Regions from separate parts of the Mus musculus genome. Here regions 2 and 3 are each linked to region 1. A link is a contact called in public HiChIP or PLAC-seq data. All regions are on one chromosome and are shown on one strand. Each heading gives the region's core, a stretch centred on a gene start, on an enhancer-like site or on the middle of the called end of the contact. The rest is flanking DNA. Distances are from core to core; before and after follow the strand shown.

Region 1 (4,924 bases), core at 1,082-3,581:
CTTTTTTTTTTTTTTAAACTCTTTTATAAAGGCAAAGTGTCTCTCTGGCTTTGTTTCAAACTTGTTTTTAAAAAATAAAAAGTATTCTAATATTTCCCTAAATCTTCAATTTAAACAATACTTGCCATTAAACAGAAAATAAAATGGCTTACTAAGGACATGAACAAGACTCAGTAATGGAGACAGCTTATCAGCTCATTTTTTATACAAACAACAAATAAAGCAATTGCAAACTCTGTTGAAAACCTGAAACCTAAGAGTCCGACACAGAGTTACACATTCAAAGAAATAGTACACAAAAATATCTTATGACCATTTATGGAAATACTGAGATTAGAAAAATACGCCTTTCCTCCTTAAAATCATCAATTTAAAACCTTGCTGTTGACAAAGGTTCAGCTAAACGCATTTGTCTTTCCGGAGTCGTGCTGTAACTGGGTCTACTGTTTCCTTCTAAAGAGGAAAGATTCTTACCAAAGTTGGATCTAAGTCTGGCCCTTATAAGCATTCAGATGCGCTTGGGCCCAAAGATCCTGCTATTCACAGAAAAGCGCAGACTCCGCTGAAAGGCGGAAGCCCCTGGCACAGTCTGTACAGCCTGAGGACTATTCCCAGCCTCAGTCTCAAGGCAGATTAGCCCCCACCCAAGAGCTCAGGCTTGCACAGACAAGCTACCCCTTGGCTCCGGGTAGATCGAGTCTCCCTAACGGGAAGGATCTGTCCACCCGGGGAACCACCTGCAGGCACTCGGCACACTCTAAGCCACCAGACCACCTAAACTAACAACGAATCCAGGCCACAGGGCGTAAAGGAGACTGCGATTCTGTTACTTGGCATTATCTGTAGGAATTGAAATATTTTCCATTCACTATTTTGAAATATGATCGTATTTACAGACCTTTTTGTTCCAAGGACCTCGGCTCCTTTCAAATGGCGCTATTTTAAAACCCCGGCCTTTCTACACTACCGATTCCTGGAATATCTGTCTGTAAGTTTCCAGCGCTGAGATCAATTTGCATTTCTGTAAATCACAGACAGCTTCTAAGAACTTAACAAGCCTCCTGAGAAACGCTGGTGGCTGGTATTTCATTGTTTCATAAATATTTTTATACGGGTGACACCATTCAACTTAAAATAAATCTTTAAAAAGGAAGACGATTAAGACCGAGGAAAATTAGTCTGGCTTTTATTTTCACGGGAAGAAGATAAGTGAAGTGTGAGCCCCACTTCTTAAAATGTAGCTTTGATTATTTTAAAAAATGCATTAAAAAAGAAAAAGGAAACTCCTAGAAGTTGAACTTTCTTTCAAACGGGCCTCTAGACTTTGAAAACAAGTGGTGCTTTCGCGAACAAAGGCTAAAAGTGTCCCCAGATTTTTTTTGGGGTCCTCCTGGGGATCGTATCTCCTCCAATAAACAAACAAATCCCCCAGTATTTCCTACCGAGGGGAAGTTTTCCAGGGAGAGTCTACTCCCGGGTTTGGTGGTAAGTGCGACTCAGTCTTTTTTGGACACAATGTTTCTGCTGACTCCTGAAAATTTTCCACTTGAATGTGCACTGGAGCGGCGGCGGCGGCGGCGGCAGCTCTGGAGAGGCGGCAAGAGCGAGAGAGCCCTCTTTCATCTCCCGGGAGGAGGAGCCCGGATCGGCGCGGACCCCGAAGGGGCCGGGCGCCGGGGGAGTCACCGGGCTGCAGGCTCTAAGCTGCGCGCCGAACGCTCTCCCACCCGCGATCGCGCCAAACTCGGCGCTTCCCAGGCAAGGAGCGAGGTGCGCGGGAGAGGGACGCTGGAGAGAGGGGCGCGCAGAAAGGCGAGCGGGGCCGCCTGTTGCCGCGCAGGGTTGCGGCCCAACTTGCAGGGCGGCGGGGCCGCTCCCCTCTTGGAGCCGCACACAAAGCGCCGATCGCGGTGACGCCTAGACAGCCCGCGCCCCCGAGTCCGCCCCGCGCGCAACTTACCACGGCAGCCCGAGCGGGCGCGGCAAACTTCGGGGCGCTGGGCCGCCGCCCCCGCGTTACTCCAGCCGGTACTCCCTGCGGTACTCCCGCGCCGGGCAGCCCCAACCCGGCCTCGCCGGCTCCCGGGACGGGCAGGGCGCGCCGGGGCAGCTGCCCGCGCTCCGGCGACGCTGCGCGCTGGGGGGTCAGCGCATGGCCTGCGCCCCGCCGCGGCCGCCCCGGGCCCGGGCCCCGGCGCGCGGACTCCCCGCGAGCTGGAAGCGAGTGTGCGAAGTGCTGGGGGGCGCCCGCGGCGGGCGGCGGGGCCGCGGAGGCTCGGCTCGGCTCGGGCGGCGCGGCGCGGCGCGAGCGATGCGAAGAATGTGCGGAATGAGGACAGGAATGAAATGAACGCCAGGACCGAACTCGCTCCGGAGGGGTGGGGCCTCGGTGACGTCATGCCGCCGGGTCCTGGATGGGGCGGGGCCTGCCGCCGCGGTGACGTCATGGTGTGGGGCGGGACGCGTGGGGCGGGACTTGGCGCCCACGGGGGAGCGAGCCGCGCGCGATGGCGGGGGCTCAGGGCTTTGTGCGGTCCGAGGCGGGGCGGCCGGATACTAGGAATGCCGGGTGTGCGCCCTCCGCCTGCTGTGCCTCAGTTTACCCCCTCCTGGTTTGCACAGGCAACGACGCTCCCAGGCTGGAAGGGAGGTTGCTCTTCAGGAAACTGAGGCCGGAGTGGGCGGCTTCCCCAGCCCGCCACTCCTCCTCTAGCCGTTTCGCTTTACCCAAGTTCGGGGTGCTCGCGCAAATTCTGGGCTTTGCGAACTCCGGGTTGGAGCGTCACGGAGTCCTCGCCCGCCTCCTGCCCTGTCTTTCTAGAAGTGAAGCTCACTCGTGCTGCGAGTTGAGTCTACAGAAATCCTGCACCCGGTTAAATAAAATAAATAAAGTCTTGCCTGGCTGCAAAAAGCAGCTTTGTGCCGTCCCTTTATGGAGAAAGTGAGAATCAATCATAAAAGGTTTGAACTCTTTTTGGAGTGGACGGCGCCTCAGTACTTGAGAAACTCCGGTAAAGTTAACGGAGGCTGGGACAGACATGCTGGCAGTTTGGGCCGGTAGCAGTCCGTAGTTTCCCAGAAAGGAGCCGGCCCTTCCCGCACCGGGACTTCCTTCTTTCAGCTCTGGCTTCAGAACAAACTAATGGCGCCTGTTTTGTGCCCGAGGATTCCTGGAGTGTGCATAACTCAGGAAAGCCAATGGGACTCACTGAGCGCGTTTGATCGGAAACAACGATTACCAGTGCGTTTTAAAGGCAGAAATATCTTTCTCTAATGCATTTTTAAAATTATACGTCAAGAGAATTGAAGACTCCCATGCCGTTGTAAAAAGTAATACAGAGACATTCTTTGTTCGCTTCACTCAGCTCTTCCCCACGCCTGTCAACCAAAATTATATCCCAGCCAGGGTATTAATTTTCGAGCAGATTTTCCAGATCAACTTGTACACATCACTGTGTATTTTTTTAATTCTATACATTCTATAATTTCTCACCTGTGTAGATGTCCACCGCAATCAGGTACAAATGTGTATTATTTCCAGTTACTATGCAGTAATGTGACAGGTTGACAGTAAGAACTTCACACACCCGAGCAGAGTATTAGAAAATACACGACGATTTTTCCCTTTAAAACTCTGGCAGGTGTATGTCTCTTTTCCAGATAGCCTTCCATTAACACCAGCGAATAAGACAGAGGGCAGAAAACGCCAGAAGCAGTTAAAAGCACTTGCTGCTCTGCAGAGGACCAGGCTCCTGTCAGGTTCCCCACATGGTCGCTTTCAACAGTCTGTAACTCCAGTTCCAGGAGCACCAGGCACAAACATGGTGTACACGTGCAGGTAAAACATTTGTAAACATAAATAAATAAGAGATTTTTATGTCTGGTAGCAGGGCGAGCCTACCAGTGGGTACATTTCTAAACCAGTATTTATCTTGCCCATGACAGGCCAGTTACCCTTCAGACTCCAGTTGCTCCTGACAATTTGGTGTTCTCTCATTTCTACTAAGCTAAGAATCCTTGGCCAAACTTCCAAAGCTAATCATGATATGCTATAACTCCTCGGCCTGTACGTTCTACAGCTTATTTCCATCAAAACACATATTCTTTGATATGTATGCTAAAAACCTTTTCTCCAAGGAAGCCTGTTCAGCTGGAGCCGGACACAGTAGCAATATAATCCCAGCATTCAGGAGGCTGAGGCAGGAGGATTGGTGAGAGTTTGAGGAAATCCTGAACTAAAGAATTGGATCCTCTCTGGAAGAGGAGAAGGGAGACAAAAAAAGAAAAGGGGGGGGGACTGGGGGGTGGGGACCTGATTAACTAGATGTCTCCTGCCCAGGACCCTGAAGCCACGTGGTCCAGGTATGCCATGTGTATTTGTTCTGTTAGTTCACAACCTATGTGTGCTTCTGGTGAGACTCGCCTGTATGAGACAGTGGTTAGGTCTCATTCAGCTAAGGTTATTCTGTCTAGGATCTGCTCAGAAATAGGAAATGCAGCATCATCTCTCTACCCATCTAGCTCATACCTTGTGTTCTCCTCATCTCCCTATTGGTCAAAACATTGGTCAGGACCTGTGAGTTTCCAGCTATCAGCAATTGAACCCATCTGAGGATGGAAACAGCAGCTGCCACCTGCTAAAATGATAGCAGTTTTCATGAGTCGAATTCATTCTTAGCCTCTAGCATTTTGCATTTACCGTCTCAATTAATCCCCACTGCACCTGTACATAGTAATTCTTATCCCAGTTTATACAGATGAGAAACAAGATGTAGGGACAAGCAGGGGATAGAAAATCCAGATTCTTTCTGTTTGTTTTGTTGTTTCATTGTTTTGTTTGGTTTTTCGAGACAGGGTTTTTCTGTGTAGCCCTGGCTGTCCTGGAACTCACTCTGTAGACCAGGCTGGCCTTGAACTCAGAAAT
Region 2 (4,766 bases), core at 852-3,351, 530 kb before region 1:
CTCCTAACTCCCAGGTTACCACTCTTCTACGCCTTATCAAAGCCTCTCCCATTTTAAGCAGCAGAGATTGGAACAAAGTACAAATTTAACTGCTGTTTTAACATCGTCATTATTCACTGGCAACATCTAAGATAGAACCAAAGTGCTGCTACAGATCCAGCTTCCGCTGATACACCCAATTTCAAATCTGCCTAGAAAATTTCTAACCCTTCTAAATATGTTCAACAACCCATTTTAAAAGACTTAGCAATAATATAAACCCAGGAACAAAGAATAAACTTAAGGATTACATTTTGTATTTAAAAATATATCTATATATATATTGGAACTTCACTGGTATGGGAATCAAATTTAACAGCAGCGAACCATCCTCCCCTCTTTCTTGCAAGCACAGGGAGCCTGAGATTATTCAAAACTGCTCAAGAGCAGCAATGATTATTTTAAGCTCATGATTCAACTAGTACATTAATTAGAAAATCCACCAACCCAAATTGACAGATCCTGGTATCAATGGGAACTTAAGAATAAAAATAATAGTTGTTAAGTAAAAATAGATTGAAAGAGGGCACAGCAGCAAATGTGAAAAGGAAAAATGACAAGCAAGAGCAGTAGGAAAAAAAGCATTTAATGATCAGTTTTCCTGGACATAAAAACAAAACCCACAACGAAGATCTTGGCAATACTGGTACTGTCAAAAAGTAATTGGTCGTGATTACAGTCTCTGATTTTTGGAAGTTAGGTGAGAAAACTTGATTAATGATTTCTTACTTTAAAAGTAGCAACTTAAGACAGGAGAGGAGCCAGATCTCAAGGGGTCAGAGGGTCAAAACTAGGCTAAATGTAGGGAAAGGACTGGAGAAGGTGCACCCCGAACAGGTAAGGGGCGATCATGTCAGCTTGGCCAGCGCAACTCTGACAGACACACACACCGGTGTCCAACGCACTCATTTCCGAACACAACCCGCTACGCGACCCCGGGGATGGCTTCCATGTGCGCCCCGAGTCTGCCTAAAATTCTATCTTTGACTTCTCCCTGCAAACCCGAGCACCCCAAGCTGTCTACACTGGGGTAATCTCCAGTGGAAACCTTCCTCTTCCCCGATTATCTGTCAAACCCGCATCGGAGTGAAGCCTCTGCTGCGCACTCCTTGGGTCTCTGACGCCTACCGGGCACAGGGCACAGTCCCCACGCCATCGGGTACCTACTCCCAGACCCAACGGGGAAGACACATCCTCCAGGACCACCCAGGTACCGGACAGCGCAGGCCCGACGGCTGTCCGTGGGCCTGGTCCAAGCCAGCCAGGGGATTCCCGGGGTCCGCGCCAGCCCCAAGACAGGCCATAGGGACGTACCAGTACGGACTCCCCGACTTGACGGAGACGCCCTCCCCGCCCCCACCCGGCTCCCGAGGGAGAAGTGTAGAAGGGTTGACCAGGCAAGCGCCGCATAGCATCGTTCTGCCCGCGTCCCGGCCATCTCCTCGGGGATCCAGAAGCTCCCGGGGATGTATCCCGGAGCTCTTCCCAGGTTCGGGTCATTGCTGCCACCCGGTACTGCTGTCTCTTTAAGAGGCCGCTGGCCGCCCCCTCCCGAGCCAGGTGGTGATGCCCGCGCGGGGAAGGTGGGCGCACCCGCTGACAGCGTCCCAGGGTCCCCCCAGTCCTCCCCCGCCCGCTGTGCAGCCCAGGCGGGGAAGATGGGGGTGCGCGGGAGCGGCGCCTTTAAGGGGCGCAGCCTCCCCGAGGCTAGGTGGGGGCTGGGAGCCGCACGGGCCCTTTAAGGCCGGCAGCGGGCACGTCGGGCAGGGCTCCCGGCGGCCCGGCTGCGCCGCGGGCGGGGGCGGTGCGCCCGCCCGGGAACTCGCGACCCCCGACGGGACGCCCCGAGACGGCTGCTGCCCGCAGCCATGCCGACACTCACCGTGGCTCGCTGCGAGCGCCCGCGCCCGCACCCGCACTCGGATCCCGCGGCGGCGGCGGCGGCAAGTCCGGCGCGGGTAAACAGGCACCTCCGTCCCTGACCTACTTTCTGCCTTCCCTAAATGTCGCACCACTAACCTACTTTCCGACCAATCCGCTCCCCGCCGGCCCAGGCCCGGCCCCCCGCCCACCAATCGCTGTGCCCAACCCCCCTTCCCCGCCCACCAATGGAGGAGCCGCGCAGCCCGGATACCTGCCTCTTCCCGTTAGCCAATCAGAGAGAGCGAACGGAGTTGTCTTGGCGGACAACCCAAACCAATTCGCGTTCTGCTCTGCGTTAGGCTAGCCAATCGAGTGACCGATAGGAAAGCCTCTGACCAATGGCAAGACGGCAGGGCTGGTTTACCTGCTACTTTCCCTTCACCAATCATTTGGCGCACAGAAGCACACGCCCCGAGGAGTGGACCAATTGGCACGCTCTGTGGATTTCTTGCCCCAGCCCTCGGTTTTCCCCCTCAGGTCTAAAGCTCGCTGAGGCCACTGCGTTGCGGACTCTGCGAGCTCGCCGTTGTCCCCTGCTCCTCAGCCGCGTCCCTGGCTAGTGACTGCCTCTCAGCTCTCCCTCCTCCTCCGTCCCCTTCCTGGCTCGCAGAACACTGAGAAAACGCCGCATCTCTTCGCCCATCCCTCTCCAGCTCCATCTAGGAAACCACATTTTAGGAACACAGAGTGACAGAACCTTCCTGAAACCCCTGGCTTGTCCTAGTCGGAACCACAGCGCTAATAGCTAGCGCATTTAGAAGACTTTTCCTTCCGACGACTAACCGGATCGCGCGTTCTTTTTTTTTTTTTTTTTTTTTTTCTCTTGACCTCCAAGCGTCCAGTGGAGCTGTCATTCCCGATCGGAAGAGAAGTCTCCCGGGGGTGGTGGCGTAGTCTGTAATTCCAACCCTCAAGAAGCTGAGGCAGGGGCATAATCGCGAGTACTGAGCTAGCCGGGGCCACAGGGTGAGACCTGAGCAAGATTCTATTACATGTTATGGACATGGCCCTAGCAAATGTACTTTGCAAAAGTATCAAAGGAGCGGGAAAGAAAGAAAAGTTGCAAAGTTGTTTGTTTGGGTGGTTAGTTGTTCTGTTGTAGCCCTAGCTATCCTGGAACTCCTGTAGATCATCAAGCTGGCTTTGAATCCAATTCACAGAGATCCGCCTGCTTTTGCCTCCCGAGGCACCACCTGCTCAGAGATTTATTTATTTATTTTTAAAGAAAGAGACAGAGAGAGGGGAGGAAGAGGAGGGAGGGAGAAATAGAGAGAGAGGGGGAGAGGGAAAGAAGTTGTCTTGTTTCTACCTTCAAACAACTGGCAAACCTTCTAAATGTTAAACTTCCTGATAGCAAGGCCACTTCGTCCTTTTTGAACCATGTGTGCTCCCTCCCCTTTAGCATGTGCTGGAGGGGCCTGGGTGGGGTGTTGGGGATAGGGCTGACACCCAGAAAGTACTCTGCAAATGTGGGCTGGATCCATGAACAAATGGGATCAAAACACTCGACTCACTTATGTGAAGTGGACCAGCTCGTGTGACTATAGAATGAATTCTAGACAGGCAGGTTCCTGGGACACAAGGCAGCATTTCAATGCTTATAAAGCCATGACCCATGTCCAGCCCTTTGCAAGGCACACAGCCTTGGTTGAAATGTGAATTGGCTTCAAGACCAAAGAACTTCATGGGTAACTTCCCACTTCCCCTGAGTTTCAAAGCAGATTTATTCTTTCTCTGTCCTGTTCTGTGAAGGAATCTCTCTGTGTAGATGGAACTTTAATACAGCATTAGAAAAGATATTACTTACAAGATGGAAATGTGGGCTGGATGCTGACCTAATTAAATGGACTAATAGCTAGCTAAGTACCAGTAACCTGAAGATGCTGGCTGATGCATCCCACAATATCTCTCTACCGTGTTGTGTGCCGGGCATGTGCTAAAAGCTTTCCCTCCTTTTTTTTCAACCCCTGTATCCTGACAACCACCCTGTGCAGAAAGCAGTTCTTACCCCATTCTACAAATAAAGTGTCAGTCATGTTCTAAATGTGGCTTCCACGCTAAAGGCTCACATCAGGCCAGTTACCAAAAAATGGTGCAAGGCTCTCAACTAGGCCCAGACTCAGGATTTTTACCCATGTCCTGAAAGAAAAACTAGGAACTTTGCATTCATTTTCCAGGTAACAGAAAGCCAACAGAGGAAGAGATACTACTTAACACCAGCCAAATTTGATAGGGAACAATGGGCTCCTTAATAGGGTCCCATCTTGGGAAGCCTGCTGTTCTTAGACAGGGTAGGGCAGAGGTGTCTGAACAGATGCATAAAAGAACAAGATGGGAGCCCTAAGTCACACACAACTCAGTCTCAGTCCACAGAGATTTGTGGCTGCCCAGAGAAAGAATGCTGTCTCCGGACAACCACTGAAAGTCTAAGAGAAAGCAACATGGGCTGTCTTGATCAGTACCCACATGGAGTTGCCTGTGACTGAGACTTGGCAAAGAAAAATTATCACTGTGCACAAGGAGAGAGATCAGGATGTAATGAGACTAGAAACTATGCCACATGAGGAAAGATGAAAGGAAACAGAAGTTTTTGCCCCGGGGAGTACAAGGTAGCTTTCTTCACATATTTGAAGAGCTGTCAAATAGAGGAGAAATTAGACTTACTCTTTGGGGCCCGGAAGGGATGGAAGGACAGGATGTGTGGGTGGAACCTCATTGGAATCAACAAAGAGAATTTTATAGTAACTCTAGCTGCCTCTGTCTTGATGATACATTGTCCTACTACAAAAAAGGTTCACCAAGGA
Region 3 (4,893 bases), core at 251-2,750, 660 kb after region 1:
AGGGAAACCTCTTAAGAATTTCCAGGCCAGCTTATCTACAAGTGAGTTCCAAGCCAGCCAAGTCTGTACTTCAAAGTCCACATAGTAAGATCCTACCTCAAAACGGCAAAACAAAACCCTAAAAATCAACTTATTATCCATCTAAGGAAAGATGGGAAATTTTAACTATTCAGGTACAAAATAAAGTCACTTTGCATTGTGCCAGGGGTTGTCTGTGTAGCAACAAATTGCTACAATTAAAAAACAAACAAACAAAACCTAAACATTTAGGAATCCGAAATGATCGTGTATAAATATCAAGATCCTACCATCCTAATTTCAACTTAACACTTGGCATCTATTTAAGGTATATGAGATATAAAAGTCCAAAGCATTAAGCCTGACGACCAGCAGTTAAAAATACATGTTTGAATATGCTGAGGATATTTATAAAGCCAACGGACTATTAATATGTCGAAATCCACTGGCCAGTGCAGGATTCTACCTTTAATCTTCTACTACTGACTGTTCAAGGGAAGCCAAGAAGTCCGGGAGTCTTATGTCACTCGCTTTTAAGAATTTAAGTCACCCAAGTTGGCAACACCAGAAAAAGACCAAAATTACACACAAAAACAACGTTTCGTCTCTCCATATGGTGAAATTAACTCGGCTATCTCTTACCCTCCCGTTCAAGCCCCACTTAACTACTTTTTCAACGATCCTGGGTAGGCCCCATTTAGGCTGGCCGATAGTACTACGAAGTAACAGGAGGGGGAATGGAGGCTGGGGGGAGGGGGGTGGGGAGACCGACAACTCTTTAACAGTTAAGTCTGCCCTCCCACAGATCTCAACTTAGGTGTCGATTTCACAAGCCCCGTAAGCTATACGCTGTCAAACCCCAGAAGCAGCACCGTCACCCCGTCCTGCCCACGGGCAACTGTTCCAGAATGTTTTCTTTGAAACGATCTCTCTTAACTCTCTCGGCTCGACGTGTGTGAAGTCTGGACTTCAAAGGCCACTTTCTCTCCGCAATACTCCCCCCCACCCCCGGGAGCAGAACCCAACTCCTCGGGTCCAGTCTTTGATGCGTTAGCCCCTCGCAGCCGGAGCTCTCCCTCGGCTACGTGGCCCCGGGAACCAGCGGTCTCCAACTGCCCGCCGCGCCCACCGTCCACCCGGCCCCACGCCTGCCCGGCCCTAGCCTTGCCTCCCGCTCGGGGCCTGCACGACTTCGAGCGGACCGCAGGCTTCGGGCCTAGTCTGGCCCGCCGGCCCCTCACCTCCTTCGGGACCAGTTGGTTCTCCTCGCCGGGCACCATCGCTCAGACTCCGACCGCTCGTCTCCGCCCTGCCTGCGGGGGCCTGGTGGAGGTGGCGGCGGCTGTGTCTCAGGAGAGAACGGCAGCGACAGTCATCCTCCCAGCCGCCTGCGCTCCAGCAACTGAGGAGGCCTCCGCTCAGGCCTTAGACACCAGCGCGCAGACACCGACCCAGGGCGCCGCCGCCGTCGCCGCTGCTGCCGCCGCCGCTGCCGCCGCCGCCGCCGCCCCTCCCCCGGCCCGCGGCAATCAATGGAAAAATGGCGGCCGCCGCTCTCGCGAGAATTCAACGCAGTGGGCGCGCGGCCCGGCGTCTGGCGCCTGGGGTATGCAGGCGGCCGTCGTGAGCTCGGGATCTTCTCACCTCTTGCTCAGCCCCGGGGTACGCCGCGCTACGCTGGTTGAGAGCCGGTGTAGGCGCTTTTCACTACGGGGAAGCCGGTCCTCCCATCCTCCGGCTCCCTCTGTCGGCCGAGGGAGGGACGAGGCCCCTGCGTCACGAACGAGCTCCAGTTCAAAGCCCCCCTTTCAGCCCTGCAGTCCCCAGACTCTTTCCTGGTCTCCAGCGACCCCGCTGCAGCCCCACTTGAGGAACCTTTGGCCTCGAGCTGGTAAACAACGCGCCTTGTAGAGAAATCGCCTTTCTGGCTTTCGCCCTCAAGGCTCTGGTCCTCGTCTGTCATGTTTTCGTGGCCGCCCCACTCTCCTTAGGGACCTCGGTGCCCATCAGCTAGCCCCTGGAGCCCCTTAAAGAGGGGTCACTACACTTAGAGGTGCTCCCCTGCACCCTTCTGGGTGGCTTGCTGTCATCCTCCTACAGGGCCAAGTCTGAGGGAGCCTTTTGAGAGCAGAGCTGTGGTGCGCTTCAACCTGTGCTGTCCTTTTGAATATGTTTTTTTTTGTAATCTCCCCAGACGGTAAATACCATGTGTTTGACCAAACAAATCTCCTATTAGTCATTTTCCTTCACCGCACTCCTTCCATTATGAAGACCCAGTGAGACGTCTTTCATGAAGACTTTTGGCAAACTAGTCCTCTTACAGCCTGCTGAGTTAATTCCATTGTGCCATGTACCCAGCATCCACAGCGCCAACTCCTTTACCTATGCTATTGGTTCGCCAAACTTGTTACTATTGAACACCCCACACCCAAGAAAAGCTCTCTATACAGTTATGTAAGATTTATTAGAATTCTGCTATTTGTGGCACTGTAAAACATCTACAAATTCTAAAAATTATAGCAAAGACAGACATTTAAAATAAACGAGATTTTAAGTAGTAATGGTATAAAAAAATCCATTAACCCTACTGAAAATATTTAGTGAACGCACTCTGATTGACTAGGTTTCATTAGTTTTTTAAAAGCTAATTCTTTGTGAAACACTTATTAAAATATCTGATTCAGTGTTCAGGTTATTTCTGTACTTGGCTTTAATAGCTGTCATAAGCTGAAAAAGGTAACCCACAAAGATTTTGATCCTAATGGAAGAAGTGCATTTTCAACTACTATTACTAATACAATGCTCATTTTTATCTGTTTCAGCTTCCAGCCATACAAAGGGTTTTGTTGAAATTCAGCTACTAATTTTCCATCTTTCCTAATGTCAACTAGAATTTTTATGTTTTAACAGGTGGGCTGCAGTGGTGAAGGACTTTCCAAGCATACAGAGCGTTCCGAATTCAATCCCTACCTCCTTCTCCCAGAACAGTCAAATACCTTCTCCCAAAACAATCAACAAAATAAAAACAAAAATCCAAGTAGACTAAAAATTCTTTAAATACACTACTCAGATTTCTGAAAAGGCCAAAAAAGTCTGTCTTCATGTTTAAGCATACATATGATGAGTTTGGGAAGAGTGTTTAATTTTTTTTATTTTTTATTTTGTGTGTATCAGAGTGTACATGAACCACAACCATGCAGCTCACAGATGTTGGAAGAGGCACCAGATGCTCTGGGATTGGTGTTATGGGCAGTTGTGAGTCACTTGGGTCCTCTGTAAGAGCAACAAGTGCTCTTAACTACTGAGCCATCTCTTCAGCCTTAATATGTAAATGTTTGAAACTTCATCATAGACTTTTAAGAAATACTGCATCAAGATTCTCTTGACTATTGAAATGTAAATTGTTCTAAAGGTGAATAACTCAACTTGCATATCCACGGTCCCCCTGGCTGGCACATCTTGGACAAAATCACAAAGTGGGAGTATGTCCAAATCTGTTTCACGCATGCCATTTCCATTTCCTAAGTGAGCTGGTTCTCTAGAAGCCTTGTTAGAAGTTAGGTGCCATTCTAGTTTTCCTTTTTTTCCTTCATGCTTACACTCATGACCTCTTTCGTGAAATCCTTTCTGGATTCTTTCATCTTGGTAAAAGTTGATTTAACGAAATAATAATATAGCAAGTATCTTAGTCAGGGTTATTATTGCCATGGTGGAGCACCATGTCCCAAAGCAACCTGGCAGAATAGGGTTTTATTTGACTTATACTTATGCATAGTCCTTCATTGAAAGAAGTCTGGTCAAGAACTCAAACAGGGCAGGAACAGGTAAGAGCTCATGCAGAGCCCCTGAAGGAGTGCTGCCCATTGGCCTACACTCATGGCTTACTCAGCCTGCCTTATAGCACCAAGACTGCCAGCAACTCACAGTAGCTGGGCCTTCCCCCATCAATCACCAATTAAGAAAACACCTTGTATATATATAGTCCAATCTTATAGAGGCATTTTCACAATTGAGGTTCCCTCATTTCAGATGACTCTAGCTTGTGTCAAATTGACATAAAGCTAGCAAACATAATGAGAGAATTGACATGGACTAAATCTTAATATACCAAGAAGCAATAAAGTGAAGAACCCCTGAACTATTACCCACATTGCAGAGAACATACTTTTCACTTAAGAATAGTGAGATGCTGATGTTGATCTATGGACTAAATATTGATAAGGTTTAATTTTTTCTTGTTTATTTATTCATTTAATTTATTGAGATGGATGTCTCAAGAAGAGAGTACAGCACAGGAATACAGTAGAGTTCCTGGAGAGCAGTGCAGTGGAGTTGAGAGGGAGAGTGGAGCAGCACAGAGACGGAGAAGGAGGCAGTTTTACCCCCAGAGTTTTCCAGAGACAGATTGAAGAGAGAACAAGCTAAGTAAAGGCAGTATGAGCAAGAGAATGAGAAGGAGCCAGAAGATTAGAAAAGATTGTTAGAGCCAATTTGAGGCTAAGCAGAGCATTTCAGAGACTGAGAGAAAAGCCAGATTGAAGCAGTCAGCATGGAGAGGAGTTTTGAACCAGAACAGCTGACCAGCCAGCCAGAGCTCAGAAAGAACAAGAAAGAGTGAGCTTACTCAGCAGCATGTCTCAGAGGCTGAGAACATCCTAGACCTAGATAACGATGGTATGAAGACCCGAAGTTTCCAGGACTAAGCCTAGGTTAGCAGTAAGCCTCCCAGACAACAGTTACAACAGAATAGAAGTTACTTTTACATACGGCATTCAAAGTGGTTGGAAGGAAAACCCAACATGATTAGAGAAGAAAGCCCACCAACACTGCAGAAAGCATAAGACATTTGACAGAAATGCTGCAGAGGAAAAAGTT

Evidence for each region. HiChIP or PLAC-seq counts read pairs in DNA pulled down with a chosen protein or histone mark.
Region 2: a contact with region 1 is called in an H3K4me3 HiChIP or PLAC-seq map of embryonic stem cells, with 10 read pairs. The contact joins the promoter of Arntl here to the promoter of Tead1 in region 1. A contact is called at or near these places in 2 of 484 Hi-C or Micro-C datasets (embryonic fibroblasts and embryonic stem cells) and 3 of 115 datasets of contacts at active chromatin or transcription factors (embryonic stem cells, extraembryonic endoderm stem cells and pancreatic cancer cells).
Region 3: an HNF4G HiChIP or PLAC-seq map of pancreatic cancer cells shows a contact between it and region 1. The contact joins the promoter of Usp47 here to the promoter of Tead1 in region 1. A contact is called at or near these places in 2 of 115 datasets of contacts at active chromatin or transcription factors (epiblast stem cells and pancreatic cancer cells).

The regions. Positions count from the first base shown.
Region 1 is chr7:112,676,763-112,681,686 of GRCm38.p6, reverse strand. Tead1 (TEA domain family member 1) reads right to left here and starts at 2,331. Exons shown (of 13, transcript NM_009346.4): 1 at 1,961-2,331.
Region 2 is chr7:113,204,800-113,209,565 of GRCm38.p6, reverse strand. It overlaps Arntl (aryl hydrocarbon receptor nuclear translocator-like), which reads right to left and starts at 2,101. Exons shown (of 20, transcript NM_007489.4): 1 at 1,922-2,101.
Region 3 is chr7:112,020,113-112,025,005 of GRCm38.p6, reverse strand. Usp47 (ubiquitin specific peptidase 47) reads right to left here and starts at 1,500. Exons shown (of 29, transcript NM_001357952.1): 1 at 1,260-1,500. The coding sequence starts at 1,298. It also overlaps Gm3960.